2 separate regions of the Ovis aries genome follow, and region 2 is linked to region 1. The links are chromatin contacts, called in public Hi-C maps. All regions are on one chromosome and are shown on one strand. Each heading gives the region's core, a stretch centred on a gene start, on an enhancer-like site or on the middle of the called end of the contact. The rest is flanking DNA. Distances are from core to core; before and after follow the strand shown. Region 1 holds the start of TOR3A (torsin family 3 member A). Region 2 holds the start of AXDND1 (axonemal dynein light chain domain containing 1).

What was found. Hi-C and Micro-C count contacts between places; a contact is called where the count stands out from the background.
Region 2: a contact with region 1 is called in a Hi-C map of muscle, with 8 times the contacts expected there. The contact joins the promoter of AXDND1 here to the promoter of TOR3A in region 1. A contact is called at or near these places in 12 of 16 Hi-C or Micro-C datasets (blood, hypothalamus, liver and 6 more).

Annotation. Positions count from the first base shown.
Region 1 is chr12:59,836,830-59,843,280 of ARS-UI_Ramb_v3.0, forward strand. It overlaps TOR3A (torsin family 3 member A), which reads left to right and starts at 3,779. Exons shown (of 6, transcript XM_027975911.3): 1 at 3,779-4,096; 2 at 5,402-5,515; 3 at 6,119-6,384. The coding sequence starts at 3,829. It overlaps FAM20B (FAM20B glycosaminoglycan xylosylkinase), which reads left to right. Exons shown (of 10, transcript XM_060396645.1): 10 at 1-1,371.
Region 2 is chr12:60,084,592-60,091,042 of ARS-UI_Ramb_v3.0, forward strand. It overlaps AXDND1 (axonemal dynein light chain domain containing 1), which reads left to right and starts at 2,444. Exons shown (of 26, transcript XM_004014094.6): 1 at 2,444-2,506; 2 at 2,843-3,035; 3 at 5,863-6,035. The coding sequence starts at 2,957.

The DNA.
Region 1 (6,451 bases), core at 2,529-5,028:
TTAGTTCTAAAATTCATAAACACTATATTCTGATTAAAAAAATAGGTAGATATTGTTTTTTAAAGTTTTGTAACTGTCCTTTTTATGGTTTATCTTTTGGAATTGAGGGTTGTTATAATCAGGTCATTGGAAGGGTTTTTGGTTAGTCTTTAAGTTGGGTATGCCTAGTTAACATCTAAAGATAAACATGGATACATTTCAATCTTCTAAAACTAAGAAAATCAGAACTGAGTAGCATTTCTGCACTCCTTCTCCTTTTTAAATATATTTATTCCAGAGTTTGCGGGAATATGGGTATAGAGGTTTCATCCTAAAATTGTTCTTTAATATGAAGGTGTATTATTAGTTTGGGGTAAATAATTTTCTGTGCAAAACAAATTAATAGACAGGATCTGACTTGCTCAGAGTATTGCTTAATAATATATTAATAAGGCATTTCTCTGTATTTGCTCTCAGGATTAATATGTCAAATGTAATAAGGAAAGGGAGAATTCAGGTACATCCATTGTATACTGTTTGGGGCAAAATGAATCCTCTACATGGCAAAATTTCAGTGTCACCTGAAAGCCACATGTTCTTCCAAAGAAATCCATCTTTTCTTTCTTTCTTTCTTTTTTTTTAAAAAAAGAGGCTTTTGGCCTTCCCCTCCTATCCAGCATGTCCCTTCACCCTCTCTTCTCCACGGCTTCCATATTCTCATTTGACCAGTCCATGACCACACCTCAAATGATGGTAAACAGCAGCTGTCATTTTGTGAGCTTGGGCTTCAGGAAACATGAGTCAAGGTATATGTATGTATATAGTCATATATGTATTCTAACAAGAAAATATTTATTTTCACACAGGGAAACACTGACTTATGTTGCTGAAGAACCTGAAGCTAGTAAAAGGTTCTCAGTCTCTGAGCGTGAACCTAAGTGACATAAAGACCAACCATTCAGGAAACACCTACTGTGCTAGCCAGGGCCGGTGTCCGAGGCAGATAGACCCGCCTCGTAAGACTGCTGTACAGCAGGGGTGGGCCAGTTTTCCTCCCTTCCACTCCTCAAGTCTGGGTTGAAAAGGTGGGGGCTGGATACTATACTGCCACAGGTTTTTAAGGAACTAAAGTGTTACTCAAAAATACAAAATGTTTAGGGGGGGAATCTGGGAATAATTTACCGGGAAGTAATTTATTTGCTTAAGAGAGAGGTGTTAAGAACCGCGATCCTCGGTTCTGATCTGCCAAGGATTTCCTCTCAGAGCTCTTGCACAAATAGAGGTTGTGCTTGGTAAGACATCAAACAAGACAGATATGCACCTAAATTTCTAATGTGTTCTATGGGTTTCAATTCTGAAAAAAAAGACAATGAATAAAGATTTTAATAAGTACCAATGTATCATTTCCTCTTATTATCCCCTCACCCCACCTGCTGGTTCAGGGTATTTCTATTGTTTTCAATTCAGATTTCCATTTTTGTTAGGGGACAGAAGATTACATCTGCATCTGCATAAACTTCCACAGGGGTTGTTTCACAGAATCAACGACAGATAAGACCTTTACACGTCTCATTACACTTCTTCTCTTTACACATCTCAGTCTTCAGAAGTTGCCTGTTAGGTTGTGACAGAACCAAGATTTTCAGTAGGATAACTCTTAGGTGCTTTTTATTTAATACTTAATTAACTCCATTCTTGCAGCTTCTGCAAAGAATTTTGAATCCCGAAGGACTTGTCAGCACATTACCATAGAGGCCTGGAAGTCAAGACCAGGTGCTGATAGTGATTTTTGGGACACCAGATTTCTAAATTTTGCAATGGAAATGCGACATCATAAACCTCAACCAGACAACTGAGTCGAGCTCTCAAGATTTTGACTTGATTTGTAGCATTTTTGTTTGTGCCAGTTTTAGTCACTTGTGCTTGAATACAAAAGGGAGGCTGAAGCCTAGAACATGTTCCTTACTGACTCACCTCATACGATCCTTTTCTAGGTGAGATTTCAGACTTAGTTTTCTTCTCAAGCATTCCAGAAAGACCACTGTGGAAGCCTAAAGGCAGCTGGGAGTAGCGAAGGAGTGATTCTATTAATATGGGCTTATTTTTACCCAGTATATTTCTTATAAAAATGATTTTTAGCAGCTCTCATTTTATAAAATAGAGACAAGCATGGTCATAACCACTGATTTAGCATGGGTGAGTTTTGTAAGATAAACTGCTTTGTAAGTCCCAGGAATTAAGAGAATAAAGTTAACAGTTGTAAAGATTGTTTTCAAGGCAGATACTGCTGTTGATGGCCTGCAGCAGGTGGGGAGGTTGTCTATTGCAAAGCTAGGTTCCATCCAGATGACCTCACTAAAGGTGCTCTGTGCCCTTTTGCTCTTTGAAAGTGTTTGCTAAAATGCATATTCTGATTGAGTAGGTTTGGGCCTGAGCTTGCATTTCTAACAAGCTTCAGGGCAGTACCAAAGCCAATGGTTCTTGGGGCTATTCTAGAGTAGGATTGAGTTTGCTTGCTAAGGAAACACAGCTGCCTGTAGTTTTCACAAGAGCCACTAGATGTCTCCGTCATCCATGAGATCTTGCTCCTAGCTTTACAACCAGGAGTCTCCAAGCCCTGAGAATGAAATAGCAAATTTACTGAAAATAGAGGCTTACCCATGAACTGGTGTTTGGATTCATTGTTTCTACCTGAGACTGACTTTGGTTGAAAAACAAACGTTGAGTCTTTTAGGAGAAAGATGTCTTGAAATCAAATTGTCCAAGAACTTCCAAGAGACCTGCTTTATTTATACTGTGAAATGAAATCTCAAATATCAGTTAACCCTCCATGAAAGTTACCAGTAGAGAATTATTTCCACAGTCTTAAAACTTGAATTTTTTTTTTTTTAAGAAACCAAGGTAAATACTAGTCATTTTATCAGCATGAATTCACCAGTTTCTTCCAGGACAAGATGGCTCTTAGGTCAGTAGCTTCAATAACTCAGGTGATCTTTGAAAAAAATGCAGTAAGCACTTGGGAAATCCAGCAAGCTTGTTACATGCTCACGTTACGGAGAAGAGAGGCCCAGAGGTCTTCTGCCAGCGGTGTCTTGAAGAGCTGTTCAGTCACAAGCATTTCAAAATTGCAAATTTAAGCCCAGAAAGTGCACTCAGTACTCAGCCTAGCTTGTTTTCAACAGGCTGTGATTACATTGACATGAGACCTCGTGGTTTTTCCATGACTCTCGGGGAGTTTCCCAAATCGAAATATCTCCAGTCTGGAGCCCATTAGCTTCCCCAGCTGTGGAAACCTGCTGACTGCTTGCTGCTCTGTTTCATTTCCCTCTAGCGAAGCCAGACCCAGGGCTCACTTCCCCTGGCTAACTCAAGCTCCCGGTGAGACGGTTGCCCGGTTTCATTTAACAGGTTGGCAGGAAGTTGATCTGCAGACACAGGACAGGGCACCAGTGGGAGCCCGTATTTCGTAGCCCTCAGGCGGGCCACCGGAGCCGAACGAAAGTAACTGGGTGATTGACAGTGGCCATTTCAAGGCCTGACTTCAACTCCTTTGCAACCACGATCACCCAGAATAGACTGCTGCCTGGCAGCGAGGCCCCAGTCGGCTGGGCGGCGCCTGCAAGTGGCCTCTGGTTGCAGTCTCAAGAACCACTCGGTTTCGGTTCCGGGCGGATTCCCGGTCTCTTCCCTGGGTCACCTGGGAGACGAGCTCGGCCCGCCTGCAGTTCCCATGGCAACGCCAATCCCCGGCCAATCCGGGCCTCGGAAGTACGGGCGCCCGCCCTCAGGCCGGGACCCTGAAAGGGCCGGGAAGGCCCAGCGGTGGAGGGATCTGCTGCCGGCCTGGTCATGCTCGGGGGCACAGAGCGTCTGCTCTGGCTCCTGCTTCTGTCGCTGCTGCTGCCGCCCCCGAGTGCGTGGGGACACGGCGGCCAGGCAAGGCCGAGGGAGGGGACCGAGGAGGCAGGCTCGGCCGGGGCTTGGCTGGCCTTCAAGGGCCTGCGGGAACGACTGAGGGCGGCCGGCGCGCTCTCCAGACGCTACTGGGCTCTCTACAGCTGCCGCGTGTGGCCTGAGGGCTGTGGGAAGGATGAGGAGGCGTCGGCGCGGCCCCCGGGTAAGACCCTCGGGCTCAGGAGGGCGGGAGCGGGCGGGAGGGATGGGCGAGGCCCGCTGGGATCCGGCCGCGGCGTTCAGAGCCTCGCGCCTGTCCCGGGCCGTCGCGATCAGCAGACGAGCGCCTTAGCCAACGGCTCTGCTCTTCCGCCCAGCCTTTAGGCCGAGCTAAGAGCAGGGCAGCCTCTTCGGAACCAGGAACCCTCATCACTGCCGCTGGCGCTGCGTCCTTAGGCAGACGAGCGGTCCTGGCTGCACTCCTCGCCCGTTCCTGGCTCCTCCAGACACGGCTTACACGTCCCTGCTGTCTCCGAACCTGCCCTGCCATTATTCCAAGGAGCTGCTCTTGCCCACATTCTTGATGACTTTGAGGAAAATCCCCAGTTGGGCACTCCCCTCAAGTACCTTGTCGTCCTCCTCAGCTGCTTACAGAAGCTGAAGCTGGGCTACCAGTCCCCCAGACCTGAGTTCTGATTTAGTCTCTGTCACTGATAAATTGTGAGACAGGGTCGTCAAATTAATGTCCTGGCCCTGGTGGTCTCAGACTCCTTGCAGTCGATGTCGTTAACTCTAGGTTCTGTAGTGATAATCCTGCAGTAGTGCTAGAAACATCTTTCATTTAAATTAAAAGTTCTTTTTTGGGGGATGGAGAGGAGAGCAGGGCCTCCAGACATGAGGGATCTTAGTTCCCCAACCAGGGATCCAACCTATGCTTCCTGCATTGGAAGTACAGAGTCTTAACCACTGGACTACCAGGGAAGTCCCTAAATCAAAAATTCTAAATTCCAGTGAATGGTTTTTGTTTTGTTTTTGCCAGTGCTCAGTATATTCAAATTGACATCTGATAGAAGAATGGAGCCTGGCTGGCTACTGTCCATGGGGTCACAACTTAGCGATTGAACAGCAGCAAAAGAATTGAGACACTTGGGGTTGGCCGTGATCAGATGATTCTGCAATCCAGAGCAAGTAGGAAGCATGGTAATCACGTTACTGTTTGTCTCCCTCGGAGACCGCAAACTCCTTGCAGGCAGGGCCTGGGTAACTTACACTTTGGCACAAAATAAGATTTATTGTTGAGTAAATTTGCTACAACTAGAGCTGCATCTATAGCAAGGCCATCTACTTCCTCATTACTAGAGATGCCCACCTGAGCCCATTCCCAGGTGCAGTGAGAGGAAGGCCCAGGGCAGAGCGGTGGGGAGTGGTTCTGGAGAGAGGACGGAAGAACCACTCTGGTAGTTTGAAGGGAGGCAGTGTTCAGCCCAGCCTGGGCTCCATTCCTGTCTCACAGCTCCTCCTTTTCTAGGCTGGAGCTTTGCCCTGCTGGGCCAGCAGTACCTGGATATCTTGAGCACGTGGTCCTGCAGCTTCTGGGACTGCTGCGACAGAGGGGACTGCAGGATCATCAACAACTTCACAGGTTAGACCTCACGTGGCCCTCAGGGCCAGGAATCTTGGGGAGGGAGGGAGGCAATTCAGGAGAATGCCAAGGCGTAGGGCCCCAACCTCAGTTTGCCCATAGCTGGCAGCATGGTAGAGACCCTCCCTGTCTCCACCATGCCTCCCATACCCTGCACCCTCATGGCTGAAAGAAAGGCCTTGGCAGAGGGCTTTGGCCACATTAGCTGCTTCAGTAGGTGTTGGCTGAATTGAATTGAAATGAATAAAATAAGGGGGTCTCCCTAAAATATTTAGGGGGTCCTGAAACTTCCAGGCAGGAGCAACTTCATGGTAGTGGGGGGCTGGGTTCCTCCTCCAGACAGGACTCTGCAACCCTGCTAGGGGGGTGTCTTCAGAACCTTCAGAAAGGGTGAAATCAATGTGGATTTCTCAAACTCTTCAGAAAATAGCACTGAATCTCTTCTACTGCAAGGTCTGCCCAGTGGCTTCCTGTTGTGAAGTCCCCAGACAGGATGGCTCCCACCTCAGAGATGGTCAGTGGTGCTCACTCTCAGCCATCCCCAAGCCTGAGGGGGATGCATCTGTGTGCCCCTGCTCAGCGTGGCCTCTTCCCCATCCCTAGGCCTTGAGGCGGACCTGCGCGTGCGCCTGCATGGCCAGCACCTGGCCCGGGAGCTGGTCCTGACGGCGGTGAGGGGCTACTTAGAGATGCCTCGGCCGGACAAGGCCCTGGCTCTGTCGTTCCACGGCTGGTCTGGCACAGGCAAGAACTTCGTGGCGCGGATGCTGGCAGAAAACCTGTACCAGGACGGGCTGAGGAGCGACTGTGTCAAGGTGTTCATCTCCACGTTGCACTTCCCTCACCCCAAGAATGTGGACCTGTATGAGGTGAGGCCGGCCGTGCTGAGGAGCTTGGGTGAGGGCTTGGGCCTGACGGAGGCCTGGGCAGCCGAGA
Region 2 (6,451 bases), core at 1,194-3,693, 250 kb after region 1:
TGTAAGTTAATGATTATGCAATAGAGCAGGTTTGCTTAGCAACAAAACCGTGAGACAAAAGGATGACACATGCCCCAAATAATAAACTAATGGTGCTATGAGAGCCACATCCTGCCCAGTGAGCTCAGTAAGTTAATAATCCCTAGGACATGGTCTCTGCACACATAAACAATAACTTGCTGACCAGGGGCTAGAGGCAAGAAAACTCCCCTGCTCAGCCTGAAGGAGGAGCTGACGATGGAAGCATGATGTCTGCTCAAGAAAGTCAAGAAGTTCTCCTCCCCACTTTTCCTTTGATTATAAAATAGTAGCCCAGCCAGTTTTCCTGGTATGAAATGTCCCACCCACTTGTAAACCTCACAAGTATCCTATTCTAATAAATCATTTACTGTCTATCACTTGTGTGCACAGTTGCGTCACACTCTGCGACTCCCTGGACTAGTCTGCCAGGCTCCTCTGTCCACGGGATTCTCCAGGCAAGAATACTGGAGTGGGGTGCTATTTCTTACTTCAGGGGATCTTCCTGACCCAGGGATCGAACTGGAGTCCCTTGTGTCTTCTTTCTGCATTGGCAGGTGGATTCTTTACTACTGGGCCACCTGTGAAGTCCCACATCTATCACTTTCAGTTGTGTCCAACTCTGCGACCCTGTGGACCGCAGCCCACCAGGCTTCACTGTCCATCACCAACTTCCGGAGCTTGCTCAAACTCCTGTCCATCCATTTGGATGGTGATGCCATCCAACCATCTCATCCTCTGTCGTCCCCTTCTCCTGCCTTCAGTCTTTCTCAGCATCAGGGTCTTTTCCAATAAGTCAGTTCTTTGATTCAGGTGGCCAAAGTATTGGAGTTTCAGCTTCAGCATCAGTCCTTCCAGTGAATATTCAGGACTGATTTCCTTTAGAATTGTCTAGTTTGATCTCCTTGTAGTCCAAGGGACTCTCAAGAGTCTTCTCCAACACTTTGCCTCTTGCTAAATTCTTTTCTGCCCTGAGACATAAAGGACTATGGTACTGCAGCTCTTCAGAACCCCTGAAATGACACCTAACAGCTTCATCTAAATGCAGGGATGCCACCAGCACTACTTAGCATTAAGATTCCGTCTTAATACAAAGTGATCCTGAATCTGGGCCGCAGAATTCCAAGGCCTTCCAGGGGACAGATCCCACCCCACATCCCCTGCCTCCTGTTTGCAGAAAAGCTTTAGCCTTCTAGGCCTTCTCCACGTTCCAAAGAGCAAATTCAGAGAAGTGAGAACACTTAGAAACAAAACAAGTAAGATAAAATAACAGTTTAAGCAAGTCAGGGACGCTTAGTTCCTACTCAAAGGCTATAGATAAATATTCTGAGCCATATCCTCCAGTTGTTTTACAGATAGTAACCCCACCACCAGTCGGAAGACACTGACTAAATGCTCTTGAAAGCACATAGACCCCAGACTGTTTGGAATAGTAAGGTTGATGCTGACTCCTGAAATAACACCTGGTTAACTCACCACTAATCCGCAATCAAGCTGTCAAAATGTCTACAAGCTAATCAGGTGCCTGTGGCCAGTTTCTCACCTTGCTTTTAAAAGCGCCTCACTGAGAGCCATCAGGGAATTCTGGTCTTTAGAGCCTGCTCTCCTTGCTTAGCACCTTGCGATAAAGTTTATTTTCCTTTATCATAATCAGATGGCAGTTGGCTTTGCTGTGGGTCGGGTACAGCAGAGCCGATAATGGTGGTGTTGAGAGGGGGGTTTTCACCTCTGTTTCAATGTATTTATCACATAACTTCCTGTGAACATGTTTTCAAGCAGTAAGACCCAACGATTTGATCGGGTTGTCTCTGCCTGAGGTGCAATTTCCCCACCGACCTCCAGCTAAAAATTTCTGTACCTAGGAATGCCTTCCGCCCGCAGGGAAAATGGGGGTAGAGGTTGGGGTATGAGGGGCGCGGGCGCAAGTGGCTCTTAAGTATCCAAGGAAGATTCCATGGAAATGCCAAGGACAGAGGCAGCATCCGCAATACTGCCTCAGTTGATAGGATTGATGGGAACTCAATACTTGTTGATCACCCCATTTCCCCCTGAATTTGGCTTGTGGAAAAACAGAGGAAACAAAAAAGTGGAATGAAGGGATGGCGAAACACTCGCTCGAGTCGGACTCCGCCTTTGGTCCCAAGGTGGGAGAGTGGGGAGGTCGAGGGCGTGGGGGTGCGACACTGGCTAGCGCCTGCGCCCTGGCGCCCACCTGTTTCGGAAGCCCTGGGATCCAGACACTTTCTGACTCCGTAACAACGGCTCGATTAAACGTTTTATTCTTCATGCAACTGAAAGTGTGTTATGATTTAAAACATCCGATCCCCGAGAGACTGTTTCTTAGCCGTCTCCGTCGTCCGCCGGCACCGTCGAAGGCAGCTGCCATTGAGGGTTGCCAAGGCGCGGGGTCCTGGGTTTCCATGACAACACGAAGGCGTCCCGGGAAAGGCGTGGCAACAAGATGTCTGGCGGGAAACACAATTTACGGGTACGGGTTGCAAGTGTCCGTTTCCCATCACTTCTGACGGCAGAAACGAGGTCGAGTTCTGCCCGACCTCGAGTCGGTGAAGCTGCGAGCGCGAGGGCGGCCTATGGGGAAGCCAGGGGCGCCCTTAGGTGGTGCCGGTGGTCGGAGGGGTGGGCCCAGCGTGTTCTTCCCGGCCTGGGCCCAGGTATTTTAGTTGCATCAGATATCTTGGGAGAGCCCAGAAATCTCCCCAAAGAAAACCCAAGGTAGATAAATTGTAAACTCCAAATTTAGCATGAACACTAAACGGGTATCCCTCCCTCCCTTCCCTTCTATGTCTCTCTTTTTTCCCTGCAGGTCTGTGTTGCAACTCTGCCAAATCCCAGTACTGCATGCCGGTGATAGGTTTGTAGATTAGCTTTCCAGAGGGGTATTTCAACTATTTACAGAGAGTGCTAGGCATTGCTTATAATGTCACTCCCGAAAACACCCTCCACGTCAACACCTGAGGGCAAAAACTTGAAAATCTCTGCATCCAAGGAAGAGACAGGTAACGTTCGTCAAGGCATAAGTAATCATGACCATAATCAGAAATCACAACCATTCACTTTTTTCCTTAATCTGAGATTTCAGATACTTTAGTTTTGTTTTACTAATATACTTGTTTAAATAAAATAAAAAGCCTTGTCTTTTATAATATTTTGCAGTCCTACTCCGCGTAAGGATTGTAATTTTTTTTTCAAATGCTGATGAGTTTTATGTTGTTCTAAATTCAACCTATTTTAAGTACCAGTGGTGGTTTGAAACAGTACTTTCTGGGGTTTGGGGGGTTTTTCTTTGTTAAGGAACTAGTTTGTATCAGTTCAGTTCAGTTCAGTTGCTCAGTCCTGTCGGACTATTTGGGAAGCCATGAACCACAGCACACCAGGCCTCCTTGTCCATCACCAACTCCCAGAGTTCATTCAAACTCACGTCCATCGAGTCAGTGATGCCATCCAGCCATCTCATCCTCTGTCGTGCCCTTCTCCTCCTGCCCCCAATCCCTCCCAGCATCAAAGTCTTCTCCAATGAGTCAACTCTTCTCATGAGGTGGCCAAAGTACTGGAGTTTCAGCTTTAGCATCATTCCTTCCAAAGAAATCCCAGGACTGATCTCCTTTAGAAGGGACTGGTTGGATCTCCTTGTAGTCCAAGGGACTCTCAAGAGTCTTCTCAAGACTTTGTATCAGGTTTTAGTAATTACTCTGAATGAAGGTACTTACATAAGATTTTCATTCATATATAGACGTGCAGATCTGTTCTAGGATAAGAATCTGCCAGACTCATTTCTCCCCTTGTTATGTTAAAGGCTCCTCCAGCTCACCTACATCTTGTTTTTAGGAGAGACTCTGCTAAAATCCACTTACCTTTTTTTTTTTTCTTATTCTGATATTCTGACTCCATCCCAAACTCGCAAGAGGTAAAGATTTGGTAATGTGAACTTCAGGTGTTCTGATGGTCAATAAAGCATGATACATCCTTACAAAAATTAAACCATGCTATGTGAGAAGCATAGATTAGTGGAGAGTTCTTTAAGAAGAGTGACAGCCCAGCCCTCCTTGACTAACTACATAGGAGACTTTTCCTATATTAGGTGTTCACCTTCTCTTTATAAATCATCTGCCCTCATTGAACTCTTCAGAACATTCTTTGTACCGAGTGTACCTTACTAATTTGCTCAGATTATTCTACTCCTTTTTTTTGTTTGTTTGTTTTTGAACAAGCTCTGGGAGTTGGTGATGGACAGGGAAGCCTGGCGTGCTGCAGTTCATGGGCTTGCAAAGAGTTGGACACTGCTGGGGAACTGCACTGAACTGATTCTACTCTTTTCATTTCTAACAATCGCAATTCTCTGTTAAATCCAACTCAAATCCCTTCCACTCTATAAATTTTCCAATTGAATTTTCACCTTTGAACTTAGATAGAAAAAATTACTAAGTAATTTGACAGTTTTGAAGAAATTTCTTTTGTGATTTTCACATCAAAGGGTAAATAGACATTCCCATCATCCTTATGCTATCCCAGTTAACTGATCAAGTTAAGTGAGTTGTTTTCAGTTTTGAATTTGGAGTAATGGAGGTTTATCATTGTACATGAGTTTCTGAACTCATATCTGATGTGAGTGTAACAGAGCAGAATGAGCGCAGCCCTTAGCAGCCAGCCATTACTGTGCCTCATTACTCCACACCCTGTTACTAGGCAACAGGTCTTGCTCAGCCGTTGCTTGCTGCCTTAGTGAGCCCTGCTTGCAAGCAACCAACTATTAATGAAGGATTGTCAGTTGTCCTTCTCAGCCATTGGTCAGCACCGCAGTGACCCACTGATAGCTGTCAATGAGGAATCACTGGGGAAGTGATTCAATCAAGGATCAGTGATGTGGTCATCAGGTGGAGAGTGAGGTAAGAGACAGATACAGGTCTTCTCCTGGAGGCCCTCCAGCTTACCCAGGTTTGGGCCAGGGGGTGAGCTGAAGGGCCCGGGGAACAGCCTGTGGGGCTCCAGAGCCCTCACCAAGGCCCTCCACTAGCCTTGGTCCAGGCCTTGAGGCAGCAGTGAGATTCTCCCTTCCCTGTCTCTGTGACCTAAGAGCAGTGGCTGTCTGCCTGGGTTGCAATCTGTGAGACCTGGTCTCCCCCATTTGGGTGGCCTGAGGAAGCAGAGGGCCGGTTGGGTTGGATGCCTGGCTCCCTCAGGGATGACAGCTGGGCAGCGTGTGGGAACCTGGCCCTGAGGGAGCTGCCAATTGAGCTCTGTCTCCTCTTAGCCGGGACCGCGACCTTGGAGGGTGAAAGTTATACCCTGTAACCTTGTTCTTCCTTGTCAGGTCAGAGAATACCATTCATCTGGTAGAGATTTACAGGAACATCACTACCTGCCCATGACTAGACTTAAAGAACAAAGAATCTGACACTGAGAAGTCTGCAACAACTAACCACGCCCATCCCTCCCCTTTTGCTTTTAAAGGGACTTGCTGAAAGCTTTCCGTAACTTTGGGGTTCTTAGGGTATGAGCCACCCATTTCCTCATGTGAATCTGTAATAAACCTTTCTCTGTTCCAAACATTAACGTTTAATATCGATGGGCTTCACTGTGCATAGGACACAGGGATTTGTGATTTCGGTAACATGAGTAGGGCAAACAGTATGAGTTGTTTTTTTTTCTTGACTAGATGATACAGTGTTTTAAATATTGTTGCTATTCTTGACAACCAGAGGCAATGGGTCTCTCTGTCAGCAACATATATATAGGATTGATGAGACAGCCTGGAAATCTCTAACTAACTAACAACAACAACAACAAAAAAATACAGTAAGCTTTTCTTTCCCATTGTTTTCTTAGGACTTCCTGAACTAAAGGAGAAAAAAATTTTGGTGGATCGGTCAAAACCCCTTCCTACTTCCCTTCAAAATGAGTTCATCCCTGAGGAAGTTCTGCTTTCTCTGACCAATGCGGCCAATGCTGGTCCTTGTCCTGAAAACTTACTGCCTCCTAAGAAAATTAAAACTCCAAAGGTGTGTATGTATATGTGTGTGTGTGTGTGTGTGTGTGTGTGAGTGTGTGTGTGTGTGTGTGTATAAAGTACTTGGGAACATTTATCTTGACATCCAGTTCATTAAGTATTTATTTAAAATGTTTTATATTCCAGATTATCTTAAGGATATTTTAAAATTAATTTCCTAGATTGAAAGCTAAAATATTTTGCATGAATACTTTCAAGGAAATACATGAGTATATCCATTAACCTGTTTCTGTGTGATTTACCTAAATGATCATTACTAGTCTTAGTCTTGATGTTTTTCTTTTAAAAAAAAAAAAAAGTTACTTGTTTATTTATTTGGCTGACTTGGTCTTGATTGCTGCATGTGAGCTCTCTCTAGTTGCAGAGAGCGGGGCCTACTTTCTCCTTGCAGCACGCAGGCTTCTCATT